Regions from separate parts of the Gossypium hirsutum genome. Here regions 2 and 3 are each linked to region 1. The links are chromatin contacts, called in public Hi-C maps. All regions are on one chromosome and are shown on one strand. The core of a region is the stretch at or near the end of the contact, and the rest is flanking DNA. Distances in the headings are between cores, read along the strand shown. Region 1 holds the start of LOC107888832. Region 2 holds the start of LOC107889945 (receptor kinase-like protein Xa21). Region 3 holds the start of LOC107888751.

Region 1 (4,639 bases), core at 1,205-3,704:
TGGGCCTGCGTCGTCGTCCTTTCTTCAAGGATTTAAAGGGCCACGTCGTTCCCTTTGGACACGCAATTGCCGCTGCCTCTCCTCTTCTGACAGTAAATATGGCTTGCCATAGATCCTAAACCATGGCATGTATTTCGGCATGCACGCCAACTCTAGAACGATGATCGGTTCCCGAGTAGGTATATAATCATACCGATCTTTCCACATTTGGATATAGTGTGACCAGAATCTCGGCCAATCCGTATGCAATTGCCGTAAGTCGATTTTGTAATGATCATCCAACACCTCAGGTGCCACAGGAATCAGTTGTCGGAATCCAAATTGCCGTAATACTCTGTCTGATTGCTGCATCTCCACAATAGCAAAGTTGACCAATGGGACCTTCACGTGCCAAGCGTTCGGATTTTGCAAGTATTCATCCGGAATTACTGCCCGAATTGCCGGATCCTCGTATGGTGTCCATTGAAACTATATAAAAATGATGGAAATATTAGTTAAATAAAAAATACTAAATACTAAATACTAAATACGAATCCACTATTTTATTATGTATGTATATATATATTTTTAATACTTACTTGTGCTTCTGACCGTTGCTCTAATAGAAGCCGTATACCTTCAAGACAGGTAGGTAATCGAGCATAACTTGCCGAATGGTTCCACCTAATTAAATAAATTTTTAGCATATGATTATATTTTAAATCTACGTAATAATTGTAAAATCTAATATAAAATTTACCTCATTATGAGTGGGAATGTATATGGGTGATCCACTCGAGGACGTAAAAATGGAAAGCGAAACCGTGCCCATGATTGCAGTAGTGATAGGCAACCTTCGATTTTCGCTTTATTCGGTCGCGTAGCCCCGGACATCTCCCGGTACAGTGTTGCCAACACGGCAGACCCCCAACTAAATTCACCAGCTGCTCTAAAATCAACGAGTTTCAGCAGCCATCTCAAATGTACAAGGTTTCGTGACAAGTCCGGCATCAGATAACCTCCAATTATCTGAAGAATGTATGCTCGCGCATATCGATTTTTTTCTAGTTCAGTAGAATCATCATCTGGCTCCGGAAATGTGTCTCGTAACCAGCCTATCTCGATCCGACCTCCTTTAATATTATCCGAAATAGCACCCAAAAGCTCATAGCATACCGCTCCCCAATCAGCAAAATGAACGGACCCAGTGACTACGTCCCCGTCCACCGGCAATCCTAATTGCAAATGCACGTCTTCCAAAGTGATAGTGCACTCTCCACATGGAAGATGAAATGTGTGCGTCTCGAGTCTCCACCTTTCTATCAACGCACTAATAAGTTTCGGGTCCAACTTGCACCCCCGGTCTATCATCGCCACGTGCCAAAAACCCGCTTCCCGTAGGCAATCCTCTATCAACGGTGATGGAGGACCAGTCATGTTACGGATATTGCATTGCAATATCCGATCTACAGACTTTTATAAGAAATAATAAAATAAAAATTATTTAAATTTGCATAAATGACAGAAATCTTAAATAATATTTAAATATTAAATTTAACACTTACCATTTGCATTTGTTCGACGGATATGTGTTTATCATTAAAGCGAATTAATTCTCCGGCCATTGCTAACACGATCAAATTTTTTTATTTTAAAAAATAAATTTAGAAAAAATAAAATTAGAGCTTTTTTGAAAAAATTAACGAGAGTTTTGAGAGGAATTTAAGAGAAATTTGAGAGATTTGAGAGAAATTTGAGAGAATATTGAAAGATTGAAGATTGAAAGTATTTAACTGTGAAAAAAATGAAAGGGGTGGGGGATTTTGTAGTTTTTCTTTTACCGTTGGGGGGGTTACCAACGGTAAAAAAAGTAGCCGTTACTACTGTTCAAACACGGGGAAAATGCTTCCTCAAGGAAGCGCTTTGCCTACGTGGACAAAAAGCGCGCCCTCAAGGAAGCGTTTTCTATCCACGTAGGCAAAGCGCTTCCTTGAGGAAGCGTTTTTCTGCTTTTTCCCTTGACAACGCACTGATATGGACGCGTTCTGTAAAAGCTGGCCCATTCCGGTAAATTATTTCTGACCTGGCCCATTTCGGTAAATTTAAAAAAAAAGAGGCTTTTATTGACAATTTGCCCAATATTTTTATTTATTAATATAATTATTTTTATTTAATTAGATTTTAATGGTGTGGTGTTGTGGTGCTTCTTGATTCATTCTGAATTTTTTTAAAAAATGAATGTAATAGTAATGGCCAACATTAATTACGAAATAAATTTTAAGTACCCAACAAAAAAAACATGAATATTTTTTTTGAAATTAAAAAATATAAATATTTACGGACTACCTCTATTCAATTAAACCTTAAATATTTATAGAAATCGGCTCGGGACTGAAATCTAGGTCCAAATCTGATCCAAAGCGGGCCGGGCTGATGAGCAAAGCTGAATAACTCCCTCCAGATGGAACTTAATCTAAAAGAGGGTAACTTTGTAACTGTACAGTAATGAGAAAAGGACCTTGTTGATTCGCCTGTCCTCTAGTTTTAGAAGGCATACCTTTTTCCTTTTTTTTTTTCATTTGCATATCTCATTTCCTTGAATTTTATTTATCAATGGCGAATACCCAGTTGCAGAAATACGGGACATTATCAAGGGAGCAATTGTCATATCTATTTGATCGATTCTCTCTTCTTATTTCCCAGCCAGGTATTTTCCATGTTTTCTTTCATTTCCTCTACTTTTTAATTGCCTTCGTTTCTCCTTTTTTTTTCCATCCTCGTGAGTAGTAACATTCTCCTTATCTTGGAAGACTTTAAGAAGAGGATTGTAGACGCTGTGAATGACAAGCAGGTTGGTTTATTTATTTATTTATTTAAAATTTGCTTTTAGTTTCTGTGGTTAGGAATTAAGGGCTTGAGAGCTTCAGCTGGATACATAAATTCACTTTTGAGGAGAATGCTTCGTTTATGATTGGTCTAATTCTGTTTTTGATCCCTTTACTATGTCAAAATTTAGTATTCTATGCTTCTACTTTCATTTTACATAATTTGGTCTCTCTATTTTTTATAATATATGACTAGTATAGGTGGAAATTGATAATATTGTTCTAATGATGACATGGATTATTTTCAAACTACTTGATCTTCCATGTAAATTTATTATTGATCAACATGGTCGACAAGATTTTCATGTGAGCCTGAATGTGTGATCGAATAATAATTATGCAAATGGCTTTGTATTTTAACAAAATTCTTTTAGGCTTTGCTTGGTTGGGTGGGAAGAAAATTGGAAAGATGGAAAATCGAAAGGGTGGAAAAGTAGAAAGATGGAAAATATAAATTTTCTTTCCATAAAGAAGCTTGGTAGGGAAAGGTGGAAAAATTGAAAGAAAATCACATATTGTTTCTTTCTACTGCTTGGTAGAGTTTAAAAAATGAGATGAAAAAAAATGAAACTTTTGAAAAATGCATAGCTTTGAACTTAGGTACACTGCTCATTTCCTCTCCTCTTGTCATTCCAATTTGGAATGATTGGTTTTTATGCATTAGGATGGAAAATGATCATTTGTTCTATTTTTCTTTCCTCTCATTTTTCTTCCCTACCAAGCATACTCAAAATTTCTTTTCTTTCCACTTGTCCATTCCCTCCTTCTCTACTTCCACTTTTTCACCCAACCAAGCATACCTCTAGTTCGTTATGTTGGTTTAAATATGTTCCTTTTTTATTATGTAAACTGATTTTGATCATGCGTTAACACTATGCTTTTAGACTGTTGTCATTTGTCATTTAGTACTTCCGTTTGAGTTGTACTTGTGGACATGAAAGTAAGACTTCAGAATTTAGATATGGCCTTTGTAGTATCATAAGGAATGTTGATTATTTTTAAGTGTCTTAACCCCATTTAAAGATTTACAAATCCTTCTGTAGGAACCGGTTGCTGTTACCACGGCAGTTCAGGAAGAGATACTTTTGGAGATGGGTATTGGTAAGTTTGTCTTTCTATATCATGAATTACGATTGGAATAATTTTAAGCTTACATGATCCTACAATTGTAAAATGTAACCCATGTTTATCTTTTACATTTTATGTGAATAGATGCTAGGTGTTTGTGGTCATTGGTTTATTTCTTTAAAGGCACATTCAAACTTCGTGTGACTATTGGTCATCCCATCATCGTCGAGCATATTTTGTAATCCTATAGTCTAACAATTAAATATCTCTTTTGTAATGGAAAGTGGGTTTCAGGGTATGGTAAAGTGATATTACCTCATTTCTGTTAATATTTGAAGGGAATTCCCTCTCCATTTTCATTTCAGAATGTAACATGGTTTTGTTGCAAAGCTGTATTCTGTCTACAAGAGCTGAATCCAGGAACTAGTAAAATGATTGATATAGTTTTTATTGGAGCTTTTGACAGTGTTTTACTTGATTTCATTTCTCTGCTACAGAGCCTAGCTTCGGTCTTGCATGCCTGGGGAAAGTAAATATGACTTACGAGAATGATCAAGATTTGATGATTCGTTATTATAGATTTGTTGCCAAGTAATCTCTCTCTCTTTCTTGATGTGTGTCTGTGGAGATGCCTGTTATGACTTGGTTTGAATTGCTCTTAATGAAAACATTGCATGAACTGTTGTAAATGCTTGAATAGTCCACAA
Region 2 (4,803 bases), core at 1,832-4,331, 270 kb before region 1:
AAATACAATTATTTCAGTATGTAATATATAAATATAAAATGATACTAATCAATAATTGTGTTAATAATTTGCGAGAATTTGATCAAATTAAAATTTCATTTATAAAATTGCACAAAATTAAAATTTCATTTATAAAATTGCACAAAATTAAAATTTATATATACAATTATATATTAAATTAAAATTTATGTATAATTTTAAGATGTATCTCTAAAAATAAAGTTGAAACTTGGAAAGCGTTTTTCTTATGTTTTTCAACCAATTTTTTTTCTTTTGGAAGACATAAAAGTTCAATTAAAAAGCATGCTATGTTACAAAAGAACTTTATTTTAAGGATTATATGAAAAGTATGTATATAAATTATGTATTTTTATTGTCGTATTCAAAGTTTTTTTAATTACTATTTTAGATATTAATTATTAACTTCAGTTAAAAAAATAGTTGAATCAATCAAATTATGACATGTGATATTTTTAATTAAATAAAAATATTTAAAATTAAATAATATTTTTAATTAAATAAATATATAGATGATGTGATATTAAATAGTTTAGACTAAATAAATATATTTATTTAATTAAATAAATAATCTCTAAAAACAAGTCAAAATTTAAAATAAATTTTTTATAAGATAATATAGTATTAAACTAAATAAAATAAAATATAGTTAATTAAAAATATTCTCCCTTAAGTGATAAGTAACTTTTATCTACTTTCCATTTTCACACTTTTTTTTATAGAAAAATTCAGTTAAATTGTTTTTATTTTGGATTATCAAATATTTGTAAGAAATTAATTAATTTAATTTTTTTAACGGTTTATCAAACAAGGTCTTAGAAAAAAAATAAGTTATTTGCTTAGCAGATAGTTTGCAAATTAAATAATTTTACATTTGGGATAAATTTCAAAACTATATATGAGTTTTGGTCTAATGTGCATTTTATACATGAACTTTGATTTTGTGCAGTTTTATACATGAAATTTTAATTTGATCCAACCTCACAAGCTATTCACACAATTACCGATACATTCTTTTATATTTATATATTGTATAAATAAATAATTATATTTATCTAATATAAAAATAAATTGGTGTATTTATTTAAATGTGTATAATTGAATCAAAATTAAAATTTTATGTATAATTTTATACATAATTACACCAAATCAAAGTTCATTTATCAAATTACACATTAAACCAAAATTTATATATATATTTAACAAATTTCTTAAATTATGTAGTATAATTAATTATTTTTATAATCCTTAATTGAATTATTATTGATTTAAAAACTAAAATAAAAAAACTTCAAATATAGAAAGATGAAACATTAATCTTGAAATTACCAGATAGATTGTTGTCACCCAGAACAATTGTTTTCAAAGAAGAAAGGTTAAAGATGGAAGCTGGGATTGAACCATCAAGTCGCATATATTCTACGTGAAGATACTCCAACTTCTCAAGCTTTCCAATTTCCCATGGAATTTCACCTAAATATTAAAAAGCAACAATTTAGTATTATAATAAAGCTAACAGTTTTTCTAAATATTGCAGTAATAATTACAAAGCTATTAAATTGAGATCAAATTTCTAATTTAGTGGCAGATATGAATCTTGAAAGAATTACCTTTTTATAGATAGTAAAACGAATATAAATGATTCTAGAAAAAAAAGAGTATAAATTGCAAAAGTGAAAGTAGGGTTGTGTTTGGTTGGAATTTGGTTGAGGTTTTTTGGATTTTTTTTGAATTATTTGTGATAATGCGATTTGATCCTTTTAATGGGTTTTAGGTTTTTGGATTTAATAGACTTTCTTTCTTTTCTTTTCTTTTTTTTTAGTTTTTAGAGGTTATTTGATAAAATTTCAAAGTTTTTCATAAATAATTCTAAATAAAAATAAAAAATCCAAATTAATAATTCTTATAATTTTTGTGAAAAAAATTTTTATATAGTATTTTGAGTTATTTTTGTAATTCCAAATATAGAATATTTATTTTTATATCATAAAAATTAAATAAAAAATAGAATTTCTAATTTTTTAATTTTTGGACTAAAAATCATTCAAACGCCATGGTTTATTTTCATTTTTAGCCCTAAGGAAAAAGAGTGAAAATAAAGGCTAAGAAATGACTTAGTTTAAAAGCTTGTTAATTTTGTCTTTGGATTATAATCCTTCCTTCTTTTATTGTTTTTTCCTTTCAATTGATTAAATAACCATATTTAGTAATTAATATATTAAGGTTAGTATTTTGATTATATCTATTTTTTTTTACATAATGTCCAAAACTACCCATAATCACTCCTCAACCCATAAATAGGTTATGGAGGATAATGCACTTTAGGGAACTCGAACCTACATCTCTTATATTGATAATAATACCCTACCAATCGAATTAAGACTCTATGTTTCAAGTCTATTGTATCAAACAAAAACAATCAAATCAGGATTTATCTTTGCTTTTATTTTGAATAATTAATTACAGATTAAATTTTAAGTTATTTTAATAGTTTAATTTAATATTAAATCTTTATACAGAATAATGAAATCGCAGCTAGAGCGCTTGTTTAAAATTTGGATTGTTAATTTCCATGTTTACGAAAATTTTATTTTTATGAGAACAAAAATCAAAATTTATTTGGACTGAAGAAAATATGCAAGGAAAAAGCCTTACCTCCCAAATCATTTGCAAACTAGTATAGATCGGTAAGCGCTGTTAGATTCCCGATACTTGTTGGAATTCTACCATTGAATCTATTGGTGTCCAAGATTAACTGTCGAAGATTCTTGCACTCTCCAATACTTGTTGGAATTTGACCTGAAAACTCATTTTCATACAGGTAAAGTGCCTCAAGATTTAGAAGATGATGACATATTTTTTTTGGTAAACTACCAGATAGATTATTGTATGGTAGAGAAATCATCCGCAAGGCGGAAATATTATAAATGGCAGCAGGAATGGAACCAGAAAGTTGGTTTTTAGCCAGACGAAGTGTCCTCAGCTTCATAAGTTTACTCATCTCGTATGGAATGTTTCCATGAACGAGATTGTTCCTCAAGTCCAAGTTCTCCAAGTTGGACATGTTAGTTATGGATGGAGGGTTTCACCTGTAAAATTATTATTTGCAAGAATCAAGTGTAAAACCTTATCCAACCTTCCAAAACAGGATGGTATTTCACCATTTAGGAAATTGGAGCTTAAATCAATGAGCTTCAAACGACTCAATTGCCCCAACTCCCTCGGTAAATGATCATGGAAATTGTTGTGACTCAAATTAAGAGAGACTAAGAACGACAGGTTTCCTAATTGCGGAGGGATCGTTCCGGTAAGATTCATGTTGAAGAGATTCAAAGCTCTAACTCTCGTGTGCTTAGCAGCGCAAGAGACACCAGCCCAATTACAGGCAGGGTAATTGGTGGTCCAGTTGTCGGCTAAGATGTTGTAAGGATCAATAATGATTTGGTGTTTAACTGCAAGAAGAGCATGTTGATCGGTGGTGAGGTTCCTCAATCATGGCGTAGCTAACCATGAAACAGTGAATCAGCATTAAAGCAGATGAAAGAAAATGAAATTTAAACATGTTGATGGCAGTGGGTTTCAATGAAATTGTATGGCTATTAGGAAAGTATATTTAAAGCAGTGCTTAAATAAGGTAATGGGTCAAGCTTTTCATTAAGACGAGTCAAGCATCTTGGTCTTTGTTAGAAATAAATGAGCATTGCTTAAACTAGAACTGCCTGTTTCTGTCGTGGTTGTAATAGGCCCATTTTGCCCGGGCCAATTAGAATACAAAATAGAAATTAAAAACCAAAAAAAAAACACACACACACAAATAAAGAACCCAAAATCAGAAGTCCAATGTCCGATTACAAATATTTGGGCAAAAACTAACTTAAACCCAAAATCCCTTAATATAAACTTAACCCAGTTACATAAAATTTGACCCAATTAAATAAATCCTAAAACCTAATTCTAATAACCCAAACCCGAGGCCCAATACACCCAAAAGGAAACTCAGCAGCCTGAGAAAGCCAGAAGCTTCTGGAGTAAGCCAGAATGGCACCAGAAGGTCATCTTCTCACTAGAAATCCCCACGCTCGGCCTCCACGTCATCAGGGTCGTTCCTCCGTACGGCCGTTCCTGCAAAGAACACACGAGAAGAGAGAGAACCAAATTTACAGAAGGTGACAGCAATGAAAATGTAATTTTATTTTTTACTTTATTCTGTAAATCCGGCTATAAAAGTCGTTGAATGTACTCCAAAAAAATTGACACACAATATACGCAAGCGCACGCATAAAGAATAGAAAAAAAGATTTTGTAGAAAAGGTGATTTCAAGTTTTATGCCCTCTATTTAATTTATTTTCTTTTTTTTTGTTGGCTGGTTTTTAGTGTGAAAATCAACATCAATGAGAGCCAGAAACCTCAAAATACAGAGGCAAGAGCGAGGGGTTGATTAGCGTAGAAATTTTCTTTGATTCATGAACCTTTTTTAGTTTTGTTAAAAACCGCATAAGATTGGAATTTTATTTTTCAAATAAACGAAAAAGGGGAAAGAAATTACTTACTAAATCTTTTAAGGTGTAGTCAAGCACCGTCAATGGCATAATCGGGGCGGTGTTTGCATGCGGCTGGTCACCAAATGATGGTGGTTCGACGGATGCGTGCTAATGGAGCCCTAATTGATTGATTTCAAGGGTTTTGGTTTTAAAAAAGGAAAAGAAAGTCAGCTGAGTTAAAGCAATATGAGAAAGGAAATCCAAATGGGGGTTTAAGGGGGTTTCAAAAATGGCGTCGTTCCA
Region 3 (5,016 bases), core at 2,280-4,779, 440 kb before region 1:
TTGCAACCATTCTTTTTTTTTTTTTTTGGCCGAATGCTGTGAAATTCAGATGCATATGGATATAGCTCGGTATTATATAGAAATATATCTAGTCATGGTAGTCTAGATTTTGTTTGCCTATATATCTTACACTGATAAATTTCAGAATAAATAAAACTTGAGATTTGTGGTAATAGACGCATTCTAAGGGCATATAAACATGACTACCTTAGGACAAATTAATTGTACAGAACACATTTTCTGCCTTGTTTGAAGCCAATCAGTTAAGAGGTTTCTTAAAGCCAAACTAGAGGGAGGTATTAAGTTCAAAATGTTCCATGCGCCATTTGTTCTCTGCAATCCTCCTTACCTTTGATTTCTTAATTCTTACTGTTACCTCAGGCTCCAGAGTTACACCAGGAAATCATTAAGCAAGGTTTAGGTCAACAGATGCTTGGTGCTGGACCCTCTACTTCTACTTCTACCTCCAGCTCAGCAAAGGTAGTCCTTAGAGTTTCTTCCTTTTGCATTCCATTTCTTCTTATTTTCACTTTTTTTTTCCCCTGCTTTTGACCCTATCATGTCTCTGTGGTTTACGTTGTCAAGTGCTGCTTAATTTATCATTGAGGCTTGCATGAGGCTTTGTAAAGGGCAAAGGTCACATAGTTATCTTTTTGTCTATGTTTTTCCTTGATTGACTTTTAAATTTGTTTATAGGTTCAGTGAAACAACATTTAATATTAGATCGATTGCTGATTTATTAAGGTTAATTTAGGGGACATGCAGTTATGCTTCCATGCAACATGTGGAAGTGCATGCCGAAGCTCCTTAGGAGCAGGATCCAGCTCATGGCTTTTGTCTTTTATAATGGAATTCTTGCAGCGAGAGATGAGATGTATAGGTTAGTAGTTTTAAGTCATTGGGTGATTGACGAGAAAGTCAAAATCGATTGGTTTCCCTTTATCATGATTCTTGGAATGACTTATGGTGATTGATAATTCAGCTCGTTAAAGGGAGACTGAAACCTTTCTGCCGATTGAAGAGAGATTGAAAGCTTAGGTCTCATTAAAAAGAGACCTGAATCTCTTTAAGGTTTTTGATAGAAATTCTGCTTAGCATTTTATTATTTCATAGGTCCCTTCAAATTAGGACCAATTTTATCACATAAAGAGGAAACCTATTCTTAGAAGGAAGCTAAATTCAACTGAAATAAAAGTATAATCATGAAAACTAAGGAAAGAAATAAATTCACAACCTAAGCCTTAGTTAGAGAATCGAAATTGAACTAATGTTCGACTCTAAAATAGGTTCAGCCCAAACAGGTGGGATCAATAACCACAAGCTTATGCTATACTTTTTATTTTTCTTTAATTACCAGTGCATTTAAGTTTACAAGAGCCATTATTGACATTTGGGCTTTTGAGCTTTTATTGGTGAAGGAAAACTTGAGCAAAGTGGTAATCAATTAATCACAGGATTAGAGTAGGTAGATACAAACGTGCTATGGAGGAAATGTTTGATACCAAGGCACGAGATATTATTACAATGGCAAAAGGTCTAATCATGCTTTATGTTACCATGTATTGAGTTAGAAACGACACATCTCTACCCTAAAATGAGCATGGCTGAAATGAGGAAAGCTGCAGCAGCGGAGGACAAATCAGGAGATTGTTTTTAGATGATTGAATCCTGCATAATGTAGACCTAGAATGCTTTTGTGCACGAGTGGTTTTGGTAATGAAGAGGGGTAAAAGCTTGCAAAATATCACATAAATGTAAGTAGTTTGGCAGGAAGTAACCTAACAATGTAAACATTGATCTAGTGAGATGGAGATAACGGATTTCATGTAGCTTACTTTTGCAGACTGCTGATTGAGCTGCTGGATTTTCTCAAATTCCCATCAAATGCTTTTCTTATGATGAATAAGGGGATTATTAGCTAAGAATGAGCATACGTTCAGTCACTGTTTCAACCATGTTACGATTCTCTTTCATTTGAAGTGCAAATTTGTATGCAGTGTTACTTGAAGGCCATGATCTTTTTTTTTTTTATATATATATATTATTCCTTTGTATGAATTCTCTGTTTACCTTCTTGCAGACTGCTACAAAAAATAAGAAAAGTAGTGATCTCAAATACGACATTTTCGGATGGGTAATCCTTGCTGTTGGCATTGTTGCATGGGTTTGATTTGCAAAATCTCAGATACCATCTTCACAGCTGCCACCACTACCACCACGATAATCACAGGATGCAAGCAACGCCCCGACATCTAAATGCTGTTTGCATTGATTCAAACAGCCCTAATTTACGTTAGTTTAGTTTTTTTGACCTTATTCGTGCTTCTCGGCTAATGCTTGAACACTAGTCATTTACAGTACAATTGCTTTATTTGGAGAATAGTTGAGTGATTATTAACATGAAAAATTTTTCTGTTGATTATTTATTCGAATCTATACTTTTTGTTTTTGTTCAAATTTGTCAATAGGGAAAAGTGATTCTTTTTGTATATTAAAAAAAAAACAATATTAGAAGGATCTTTGGATTGAATTGAGAAGGGCAGATATACATTTTGCTACCTGAATTTGGCTTTAAGATCTAAATTGGTACTTTAAGTTTTTCTTTTTGGGTTCAGTTAGGTATTTGAATTTAGCTTTAAGGTTCAATTTGGTACTTAAAATTTAATCTAGTCCAATTAGATATATGAACTTGGCATTTATGGTTTAAATTGGTAATTGAACTTGGCTTTTTGGTCCAAACTAATAGTTACAATAAATGATTTATTTGAACCAATTTGAACTATGTAGCTAGTTTTTAACATATATCTTAACTAAAAAGGCAAGTTTAAGTACTTAATTTGACAAAAAAAAATAAAAAAGAAGGGAATTTTGGGTACCAAATTGAGTCTTGAGGCCAAGTTTAGGTACCTAATTGAATTTAGCTTCAAGGTTCAATTTGATACTTAAAGTTTAATTTGGTCTAAATGGGTACATGAACTTGGCTTTCTGGTCTAAATTAATAGTTACAATAAATGATTTATTTGAACCAATTTGAACTAGATAACTAGTTCTTAAGCATATGTTTAAACCAAAAAGCCAAGTTTAGGTAACTTAATTTGACAAAAAGAAATGTTTAGGTACCAGGTAGTTAATTTGACAAAAAAAAAAAGAAAAGAAAAGGAGTTTAGGTACTAAATTGAATCTTGAGTTCAAGTTAGATAACTAATTGGACAAAAAAAAACCTTTAGATACTAATTTAAACCTTGAAATCAAATTCATATACCAAATGTATATTTACCCAATTGAGAATTGTTTTTAAAGGATGGTATTTAACCAGAGTTTTAGATAATTGAAGGATAAGAGTGGATAGTGTGAATTTAATATTTGTGGTTTTTGCAAATTTAGATATTGGAGTGAATATCATATCAGTTCTAATTTAGATTAGCTTTTCAGCTGATAATTTCTTTAATTATTGTAAATTGTAGTGGCTTGGTGGATTTGGATGGAAAACAACCGTCATACGGGCCTAAGATCATTTTAATAGAAGTTGGGTTTATTTAGGCCTATATTGTGGCAATAAATAAAATAAATCGAAATTTCTTGCTGCTTCCGGTCATACTTGGCTGATCTCTATAAAATGTGAACCAAAAACAGTTGATTCATCATCATTCTTAACTGCTTTTTGAAACCTCTTCTCAATTCCAGATAAAACTAAAGCATTCATTCGTGCCTCCTGCAAATGGCGGGAACGAAACTGTTCCCTACCCAATCCACTCACTCCCTTTCCTTTCGCCACTTTTTCGCACTCGCTCCGCCGCGTGCGGTGTCGTATCCCACCCGTGTCCGCCTCGACTGTGCTAAACTCACTAGGCTTCGCGTCTTAGCTATGGCGGCTAAAAGGAGTCCGAAACGTCTCAAGTACTCTGCTCCTCGCGTTTCCAAGGTCTAATTTCTTCTCAATTTAGTCATGTTTATGATCTGTAAAAAACTAAAGTGAAAAAGAAAATTGAAGAAATTGAAATTGACAGATAGATGATTTGGTTTACGTGGAAGTCGATCCTTCGGGAACTGAAAACTGGAAACTTGAACCTGTAATTGAACTTTTAAACCAAGGAGCTGTTGGTGTTATTCCTACTGATACTGTGTAAGAGCTATCAACATTACTTCTCTTATTATTTCTTTTACTTTTATTTTTGGTTTCTAGAAGCGAAAACCATGTTTCGATGTAAAAAATATAATGAAAACATCAAAATTTAGTGTTCTGTTAAAAAGGAAAATTTTGCATCATTTACTTTTGACTGAAATGGTTAGTACATTTGAACGTGTTGCAGTTTAGTACTTTTAGGTTTGATTGTTTTTTTAATTGAAGCAATTAACACAATGTGAAAAATTAAGGGTCAAAACAGGGCCTTACAACGTCCTTTTGAAATTTCTTAATTTCAATTTAATGTTGCTTTGTTCATATGTAGGTATGCTATAGTTTGTCATTTGAAAAGCCATTCAGCTATTGAACGTCTTCGAAGGTAGGTTACAGGTAGCAATTTTCCTTTTTATTTTATTTTTTTATACTAATTTTATAGGTTTAAACCTTTATCTGAGTTCAATCTTTAGCTGATAAAAGCTGTTGTATATTCTCCTATTGCAGAATAAAAAACATTGAACCTTCCAAGGTAAATTTCAATACCTATCAAACTTGATGCTAACATCGCTTTTGGGCGCTTTTTTCAAATCAGAAGCGAAGTACCAAAATTTTCCATGCATCTATTTTTGCTTTTTTCATGTCCTTTTTACTGATTATGGCTTTGTGCAGCCACTTAGTATTTTATGCCGCTCTCTTTGAGACATTGACACTTATACGACGGGGTTCCCTCGTGGTGATGGCCAAGGTCATGCGAATATTTTTCGAGCTGTTAAGCATTGCTTGCCTGGGCCTGTAAGAATGTTCTTTGTCTTATTCTTGTTATTATTGTTAGCAGAAGGAACCTTAAGTAGCCATTGGTGGCATAACAGAGCCAGAATAGAAGGAATGCTTTGTTA

What was found. Hi-C and Micro-C count contacts between places; a contact is called where the count stands out from the background.
Region 2: a contact with region 1 is called in a Hi-C map of leaf, with 2.0 times the contacts expected there. The contact joins the promoter of LOC107889945 here to the promoter of LOC107888832 in region 1. A contact is called at or near these places in 9 of 34 Hi-C or Micro-C datasets (callus, hypocotyl, leaf and 1 more).
Region 3: a contact with region 1 is called in a Hi-C map of leaf, with 2.6 times the contacts expected there. The contact joins the promoter of LOC107888751 here to the promoter of LOC107888832 in region 1. A contact is called at or near these places in 5 of 34 Hi-C or Micro-C datasets (all in leaf).

Annotation. Positions count from the first base shown.
Region 1 is chrA09:17,152,503-17,157,141 of Gossypium_hirsutum_v2.1, forward strand. It overlaps LOC107888832, which reads left to right and starts at 2,455. Exons shown (of 8, transcript XM_016813066.2): 1 at 2,455-2,686; 2 at 2,790-2,830; 3 at 3,908-3,965; 4 at 4,430-4,523. The coding sequence starts at 2,593.
Region 2 is chrA09:16,876,947-16,881,749 of Gossypium_hirsutum_v2.1, forward strand. LOC107889945 (receptor kinase-like protein Xa21) reads right to left here and starts at 3,082. Exons shown (of 6, transcript XM_041076126.1): 1 at 2,893-3,082; 2 at 1,348-1,491. The coding sequence starts at 3,082. It overlaps LOC121203265 (a long non-coding RNA gene), which reads right to left. Exons shown (of 2, transcript XR_005901895.1): 1 at 4,570-4,803; 2 at 3,723-4,140.
Region 3 is chrA09:16,706,543-16,711,558 of Gossypium_hirsutum_v2.1, forward strand. LOC107888751 reads left to right here and starts at 3,530. Exons shown (of 8, transcript XM_016812942.2): 1 at 3,530-3,922; 2 at 4,008-4,123; 3 at 4,449-4,502; 4 at 4,625-4,649. The coding sequence starts at 3,719. It overlaps LOC107888752 (mitochondrial import receptor subunit TOM20), which reads left to right. Exons shown (of 6, transcript XM_016812944.2): 5 at 382-480; 6 at 2,081-2,424. The coding sequence ends at 2,170.